Linked DNA regions of Sus scrofa: region 1 is linked to region 2. The links are chromatin contacts, called in public Hi-C maps. All regions are on one chromosome and are shown on one strand. Each heading gives the region's core, a stretch centred on a gene start, on an enhancer-like site or on the middle of the called end of the contact. The rest is flanking DNA. Distances are from core to core; before and after follow the strand shown. Region 1 has its middle 57 kb from the start of AKAP1. Region 2 holds the start of COIL (coilin).

The links. A called contact is a pair of places that touch in the nucleus more often than the background predicts.
Region 1: a Hi-C map of skeletal muscle shows a contact between it and region 2, with 8 times the contacts expected there. The contact joins the enhancer-like site here to the promoter of COIL in region 2. A contact is called at or near these places in 1 of 5 promoter capture datasets (liver), 23 of 47 Hi-C or Micro-C datasets (adipocytes, alveolar macrophages, blood and 13 more) and 2 of 2 datasets of contacts at active chromatin or transcription factors (alveolar macrophages and skeletal muscle).

The regions. Positions count from the first base shown.
Region 1 is chr12:33,337,751-33,341,709 of Sscrofa11.1, forward strand. No RefSeq gene overlaps it. Among named protein-coding and RNA genes, the nearest start is that of AKAP1, 57 kb to the right of the region's middle. Within about 2 kb of position 2,636, at least 1 of the 83 cell types and tissues checked has an H3K27ac peak or open chromatin away from gene starts, as enhancers often do. A contact at or near this core is called in skeletal muscle, where this site is marked.
Region 2 is chr12:33,252,062-33,255,810 of Sscrofa11.1, forward strand. It overlaps COIL (coilin), which reads right to left and starts at 2,296. Exons shown (of 8, transcript XM_003131625.6): 1 at 2,007-2,296. The coding sequence starts at 2,251.

The DNA.
Region 1 (3,959 bases), core at 1,386-3,885, 86 kb after region 2:
CACCACATCCTTTTTTTTTTTTTTTTTTTTTTTTTTTTTTTTTTTTGTCTTTATGCCTTTTCTAGGGCCGCTCTGTCGGCATATGGAGGTTTCCAGGCCAGGGGTCGAATCAGAGCTGTAGCCCCCCGCCTACGCCAGAGCCACAGCAACTCGGGATCCGAGCCGTGTCTGCGTCCTGCACCACAGCTCACGGCAACACTGGATCCTTAACCCACCGAGCAAGGCCAGGGATTGAACCCTTAACCTCATGGTTCCTAGTCGGATTTGTTAACCACTGTGCCACAACAGGAACTCCAATGCCACCACATCCTTAACCCACTGAGCAGGGTCAGGGATCGAACTGGCATCCTCATGGATGCTAGTCGGGTTCATTAACCACTGAGCCACAATGGGAACTCCTACGCACATATTCTAAACAGCTTTGGGGTCTCCTAGGACATCAGATTTTTCTCACATGTGGTTAAGTTTGACTGAAGTTAAGCTAAACTCACTCAGTGAGAATTGTTCCCTGTGTGTGGTCTGGAAACCCAGTTGGCCTCTTCTTTGCATCTTGCTGGGCAGGTTGGTTGAAATATGATGGGGTTGGTTTCCATGATAAAGGTTGTTTTGAGACTGCTAGGAAAACTAAATTGACTAAGGTGGAATGAACTAAATCAAACACGTTTATTATGAGGCAAATGTCTCCCCTTTTCCTCCAGCTTCGGGTGGGTCTCCCTGTTAGCTGTCCCTCCTCCCCTTCCAGGCAGGTCCCCAAAGGCTTTGGTCACTGACTGCCACCCTCTGTAATGTTAACGCCAGGATGTCAGGTCCCATTACAGCCCCTCCAGAAAACTTGATGTCCCTTAGTGTGTGGCCTGGGGACTGAGACATTTTGTTTGGCTGTTGAAAGAGTAACCAGAGAAAGCTGAAGGACGTAGGAGCCTACATATCCCTATATATGCGAGTAGAGATGCATTGAACTCGCCCTAGACTAGAACCTATGCATCAGAAGGTTAATGGCAGCTATCTCTAAATAGGAGATGACTCTTTTTTTCCTTTCTTTTTTTTTTTTTTTTTGCCCTTTAGGGCCACATCTGCAGCATATGGAAGTTCCCAGGCTAGGGGTCCAATCAGAGCTGCACCTGCCGGCCGATGCCACAGCCACAGCAACATGGGCTCCAAGCCGCATGCGTGACCTACACCACATCTCACCACAGGGCCAGATCCCCAACCCACTGAGCGAGGACAGGGATCAAACCTGCATCCCCATGGGTACTAGTCAGATTTGTTTCTGCTGAGCCACAGTGGGAACTCCCGAGATGACGTTTTTGAAAGTCTGTACTTTCTAATCTTTTCTACAATGAAAATATGGCTTTTGCAATAGGGGAGAAATAATTGTTAACAAGAAAGGTGATATTCTTAGCCAGAAGGTTCATCCAATAGATGTTTATCAATACTGTATTGAACCCAGCACTGGGCATGGCACTGGCTGAACAAAAGGGATAGGACCTCTGCCCTCAAAGAAACGGCAACAGGGTGGTCAGTGGCTAGGACTTGGTGTTTTCATTGCCATGACCTGGGTCTAACACCTGGTCTGGGAACTGAGATCCTACAATGAGCCGCTGAACTGCAGCTAAAAAGAAAAAAGAAACTGGAACCAGGGAGTTCCCATTGTGGCTCAGCGGAAATGAATCTGATCAGTATCCATGAGGACGCATGTTTTATCCCTGGCCTCACTCAGTGGGTTAAGGAACCGGCGTTGCTGTGAGCTGCGGTGTAGGTTGCAGACATGGCTCGGATCTGGCATTGCTGTGCCTGTGGCATAGACCAGGGGCTACAGCTCCAATTCAACCCCTTGCTGTGGGTGCGGCCCTACAAAGACAAAAGCAAAAGAAAGAGAAGAAACTGAAATCAACAGAAAAAACCTTCCATAAACAAACAAATTCATCCTGACAAAGTGAAGACACATGCAGCGAAAGCTATGACATGCATGTGGTGGTTGAGCGTGATGGTGGATGTGGTGCATGATGGAACTTGCTGGAGAAGGCAGTTCGCAGGTGATGTTGAGGCTCAGATTTTTAGGAGGAAGAGGAGGTTGCAATGCACAGAATGGGCGGAGGAGAGCTCCGGACCCAGAGAGTGCCTGCGGGATGGTGTGCAGGATGGTCCTAAGACAAGAGCAAGCTAGACATGGGGGAGGGGCCAGTTCATGCAGAACCTCTAAGCCTTGAGAAAGAGTCTGCCCGTTATTCTACTTCTTTCTCTTTCTTTAAATGGAAGTATAGTTGATTTGCGGGAGGGGAATGTGACTTGGGGTGGGGGGGTTCTGGGGGGCTGAGTGCCCTGGAGATTTGGTTGGTGGTTATGTGGGTGTTCAATTTATAACAATATGTGAAGCTGTGCATAGGTCTTTATTTAGGCATCTGTATATATCAGATATCTTGCAATAAGTAAAATGAAAATAAAAAACAATTGTGGTGAGTGGGACGCTATGTGCCAGCTGTAGGCACCTGTCGTGGCAGGTACAGAGGTCTCTAGTACAGACACAAGGGTCATATGACCTTTTTTGCCTTTGGCACAGTTGGAATCACAGTCTGGCTCACTACCATATTCTTCACCTGTGTTACACCCAAAATAAACTCTGAGAAGGACAGCACAGGATGAGATCATCTTGCCATCTGATACATATCTGAGCAAGCGGGGTTTTTCTATTCCTTAAAGGGCTGCTGGAGATGGAAATCGGATTCCCATTGTAACAGGGGCCGCTTACACTGTTACAAAGCAAAGAGCAACTGTGTATAAAAGTGCGAGGGAGGAGCTCCCGTCGTGGCGCAGTGGTTAACGAATCTGACTAGGAACCATGAGGTTGAGGGTTCGATCTCTGGCCTTGCTCAGTGGGTTAAGGATCTCGCGTTGCCGTGAGCTGTGGTGTAGGTTGCTGACTCGGCTCGGATCCCGAGTTGCTGTGAACTGTGGTGTAGGCCGGTGGATACAGCTCCGATTCGACCCCTAGCCTGGGAACCTCCATATGCCACGAGAGCGGCCCAAGAAATGGCAAAAAGACAAAAAAAAAAAAAAAAAAAAAAAGTGCGAGGGAAAACTCACTCCTAGGGTACCTCAGGTCAGAGTTCCTGTTGTGGCTCAATGGTCACGAACCGGGCTAGTAACCATGAGGTTGTAGGTTCGATCCCTGGCCTTGCTCAGTGGATTAAGGATCCAGTGTTGCCATGAGCTGTGGTGTAGGCTGCAGATGCGGCTCAGATCCTGCGTTGCTGTGGCTGTGTTGCAGGCCTGCAGCTGCTGCTCTGATTCAACCCCCCACCCCTAGCCTGGGAACTTCCATATGCCACGTGTGTGGCCCTAAAATGGAAAAAAGAAAATGGGCTCTATTTCGTCCCTTTCAGGACCTGTCAAAAAAGTAGATGAATCTTTTAGGTTGGATTCGTTTTGAGGCTGTGAAATCAGAGAGGGATTCAGAAGCCAGCCTCTGTCCACCAGGAAGAATAGGGCAGTGGAGGAGTAGGGGGAGGACTGTGAAATTTCCTATCTCTTTAGGGGGATTTTTGACCAGTCCCACCTTGGTCAAATGGAGCTTTTCTCTCTGAGTTACCAGCTATTTAGATGCCCTGGGCTCAGGACAGCATCCTTCCACTATCAATTACAAGAGAGGTTGCCAGATGAAATACCGGACAACTGTTAAATCTGAATTTCAGATAAATAATGGATAACTTTTTAGTATTAGAATGCCCCAAGTATTGCATGGGATATACCTATACTAAAAAAATTATTCATTGGTGTTCCCACTGTGGTGCAGTGGGTTAAGAATCAGACTGCAGTGGCTCAGGAGGCACAGGTTTGATCCCTGGTCCTGTATAAAAGGATCCAGCACTGGGGAGTAGGTTGCAGCTGTGGCTCGGATTCAACCCCTGGCCCAGGAACTTCCATATGCCTCGAGTGTGGTCATTAAAAAAAAAAAAAAA
Region 2 (3,749 bases), core at 1,046-3,545:
ACGCCCCTCGAGAGAGTCCTCTCAGCACTCTTGGCAATCCCGACAAGTCCTTTTGAAGGTCCAACTCTTCTCTTGGGAGTTCCCTCTGTGGTGCAACAGGATCAGCGGCAGGTCTGCAACACCAGGATGCAGGTTCAATCCCAGCCGGCGTAGGGGTGGGTTAAGGATCCAGCGTTGCCACTTGCCAAATCCCAGCAAGTGTGGCTGGGATTTGATCCCTGACCTAGGAGCTCCATGTGCCACAGAACAGCCTCAAAAGACCACAAGCAAACAAACAAACAAACAAACTCTCCTCTCCTCACCAAGCCAGGGTAGCTTTTGCCTCCACAACCACACTGGGCCACCCAACATTTCCTACTCATCCTTCAAGGTACTGCTAGATTCCCTGACCATCTGTGTGTCACGAAGATCTCTCCTTTCTCAACCATCTTCCCCACTAGCAGCAAAACCTGGTTTAATTATGCAGTGTCCATACGACACAAGAAGATAGCATACGGAAACACAACACTGGTTCTTTCGATCTATTCCAACAATGTTAAGTACTTTCCAGAGAAAAGAGTGTTTTCCTTCCGTAGCTCTGAAGAAGAGTGAGTCTGTCGGGAAGACAGTGAGTGGCTGGGGACACCAAACCACAAAAACACACAAAACTTCCAAGTGCAACCTCTCCTAAGACTTGCCCTTACTGAAGCCAGTTGCACGGGTATTTCTTGACATATGCAAGTTTGCATTTTGGTGTTCAGGAGGAATTCTGCCTGCCATTATGCTGTATTTATTTCTTATAACAGCCTTCAAGGTGTGCTTTTGACATCATTAATCATAAAGAGTGTCATGTCTAGAGGATTCATGAATTGAAGTGTAACTGCAGCTGGTTATTGGTAAGTCATTAATTCACTAGGCAGGAGATCAGAAAGTAAACAGGAGACATTGCAGTCCTTACAACTGTAATATTTAAAGAGCCCCTGAACTGCAGAGGGAATGAAAACCTATTCCACAGGGAACTAGAAGGAAAAAGAACTTTTTGAAACTTGGACTACTTCAAATTGTCACTGGAAACACCTAAACATTATTAGACAATCATAGTGTACCTGATTTTAAAAGAAAGATACACACATAGACTCAAAGATGTAGTAATTATTTGAAATGAAATTCCCTGATGTTCTGAAGAAATCTTAGGAATCTGAACATGCTCTGGGGAAAGGAATACGCAGCCTTTAACATAGGGAGGAAATAGCCTGGTTCACAGCTCTAGAATTTTTTTCACGTAGCTGAAGCTTTAAAAACAACCCTGAATAAATCAATCCAAGATTTGAATCCGAACTGAAATGATCGTGTCTCACCATTTTATTGAGACAAACCAATCACACGCAGGCAGTTTATACCACAGCTGCTCCTTGATACTCATCTCAGTGTCATTTTTAACAAATTTCCAGAGGCATATTTAAAACGATTTTGACCCAAAAGGGTCCCAAACACCTATTTAAGGGAACCCAGGTAAGACCCAGAATGACACACAACCAGTCTGCGGGGGGGGGGGGGGGTGTATCGCGTGAGCACTGAGGTTGGACGAGCCGCACGTGGTGACGAAAACAAGACTGCTGGTCCTTTTGCTTGGGTCTCAGGCACCTGACCCTGCTAGCCTCCAGGGGAAGGCACCCCCGCACGCCTAACACAGTGCCTAGCGAAGGAAGCATCTACTAAACCAAAGCTCGAAGAACGCAGGCTCTGCCCAAACCCAAGATCAAGGTTTCTCCAAGTTTGGTCCAACAACCTCCAGAACCAGCAGCATCCTGGGGAAGGATGCTCGTTACAGTGCAGACTCCTGAGCCCCCCATACCAGACTAGACCAATCAGAATCTCCGGGGTTCTGGGGGCAGTGCACTTTGACAGCCACCCAAACCGGCACCCCCCCCCTCCCCTGACGGTCTCCAGAGGCCTGAGGCGCCTCGGGCGTGCGCAGGCGCGTCCCCGACGCCCCGCGCCCCCGCCCCGCCCGCCCGCCCGCGCACCTGAGGCTGTCGTTGTCTCGTACCAGGCGCGCGCTCTCGGCTGGGGGCAAGAGCCCCCCGTCCAAGTAGAGGCCCAGGAGGGCCCCAGAACTGAAGCCGAAGCGCTGGCGGATGAGACTGATGAGATCCGTGACAAATCGGCATCTGTTCAAGTCGATGAGAAGCCAGAAGGACGTGCAATGCGGGGTGGCCGGCGGCGGGTAATCAAATTGAAGCCGTAGCCTAACCGTCTCGGAGGCTGCCATCTTGCTCGATGCGCAACGGAAGCCGAGAGACACCACTGGGCTACCGAGAGGCGTGCTCGGGGGCCCGCCCCCTAGAGCCTGCTAACGTGTGCCACCTGTTGGTGGCAAGCGACTGCTACAGGCTTGGGGACGGGCAAGGAGGCGGAACGGGATTGATTCAATGCGATTGTTCAAGGCAGGGCAAAAGTATAAGCGAAATGTCTTCACTCTTTTCCGACTAAGCGCTATGTAGGGTCCGAATTTAGGCAACTTTCTAGATAAAAAAAGCACCGCTCAGCGGTGATCTTCTAAGGTATTTACTCATATACATAAAATAACTTCAAAAAATTGACTCCCCATGTATTTCGTTCACAAAATTTTTCATCATACAGAGTTGCAAAAGATGGAATTCCTAATGCAAATATTGGCATTTTGAAGCAATACTATTAATCTTTCAAATGGATCCAGGGGAATTTAAATACCTTAGCGGTAATACCTAAGTAAAATATAAAAAATAAGCCCTCAGCAGAGTTCCCGTTGTGGTGCAGCGCAAACGATTACGACTGGGAACCATGAGGACGTAGGTTCGATCCCTGGCCTCGCTCAGTGGGTTAAGGATCTGGCGTTGCTGTGAGCTGTGGTGTAGATCGAAAATGTGACTTGGATCCTGCATTGCTGTGGCTGTGGCATAGGCCGGCAGCTGTGACTCTGATTAGATCCCTAGCCTGGGAATCTCTATATGCTGCGGGTGCACCCCTAAAAAAGAAAAATATATATATATGTGTGTGTGTGTATATATATATATATATATAAAATAAAAGAAGCTGTATGGGGGTTTTTTAACTATCCATGTCTCTATGGATGGACATTGCTAACTGAAACAGGGCTTTCCATCATTTCTGGACCTATTTTGTTTGTTTGTTTTCAGTTGATGTTAAGTCCTGAGAAAGCTTGTTCATTTATATAAGTAGATGAAAATGGAAAGATGTGTCATTGGCAGTGTCAGTCAATTCCTTAAACTCTTTCCAAGTTATATGCTAAAATTGCCTAGAGATTGTTCTTTAAAAATTATTTTCGGGGGGACCCCTTGTGGTCCAGGGGTTTGGACTGTGGTCCAGAGGTTTGATCCAATGTGGTCCCTGGTCTGTGAACTGAGATTCCAAGCCATGCCTCTTCATGCCCAGTACTCCATCAGCCAAAAACTCAGTTAGGTTCAAATTATTATTATTGTTAAAAAGAAAGAACCAGGGTAGTTCCCTGGTGGCCTAGCAGTTGTCAACTTAAAAAAAAAAAAAAAAAAACACAACCTGAAAGTTGAGAGTTAAGTTTTATTTGGGGCAAAATTAGGACTTAAGCCCAGAAGACAGCATCCCAGGTAGCTCTGAGAAGCCGCTCAGAGAAGGCGAGGAGGGAGCTAGGATACACAGGAATTTTCCAAACAAAGGGCAGGTAGCAGAAAGCAAAGTGGTCTAGGCTCACTAATATCTTTCCTTTGTTATGCACCTCAGCTATCGGGGGT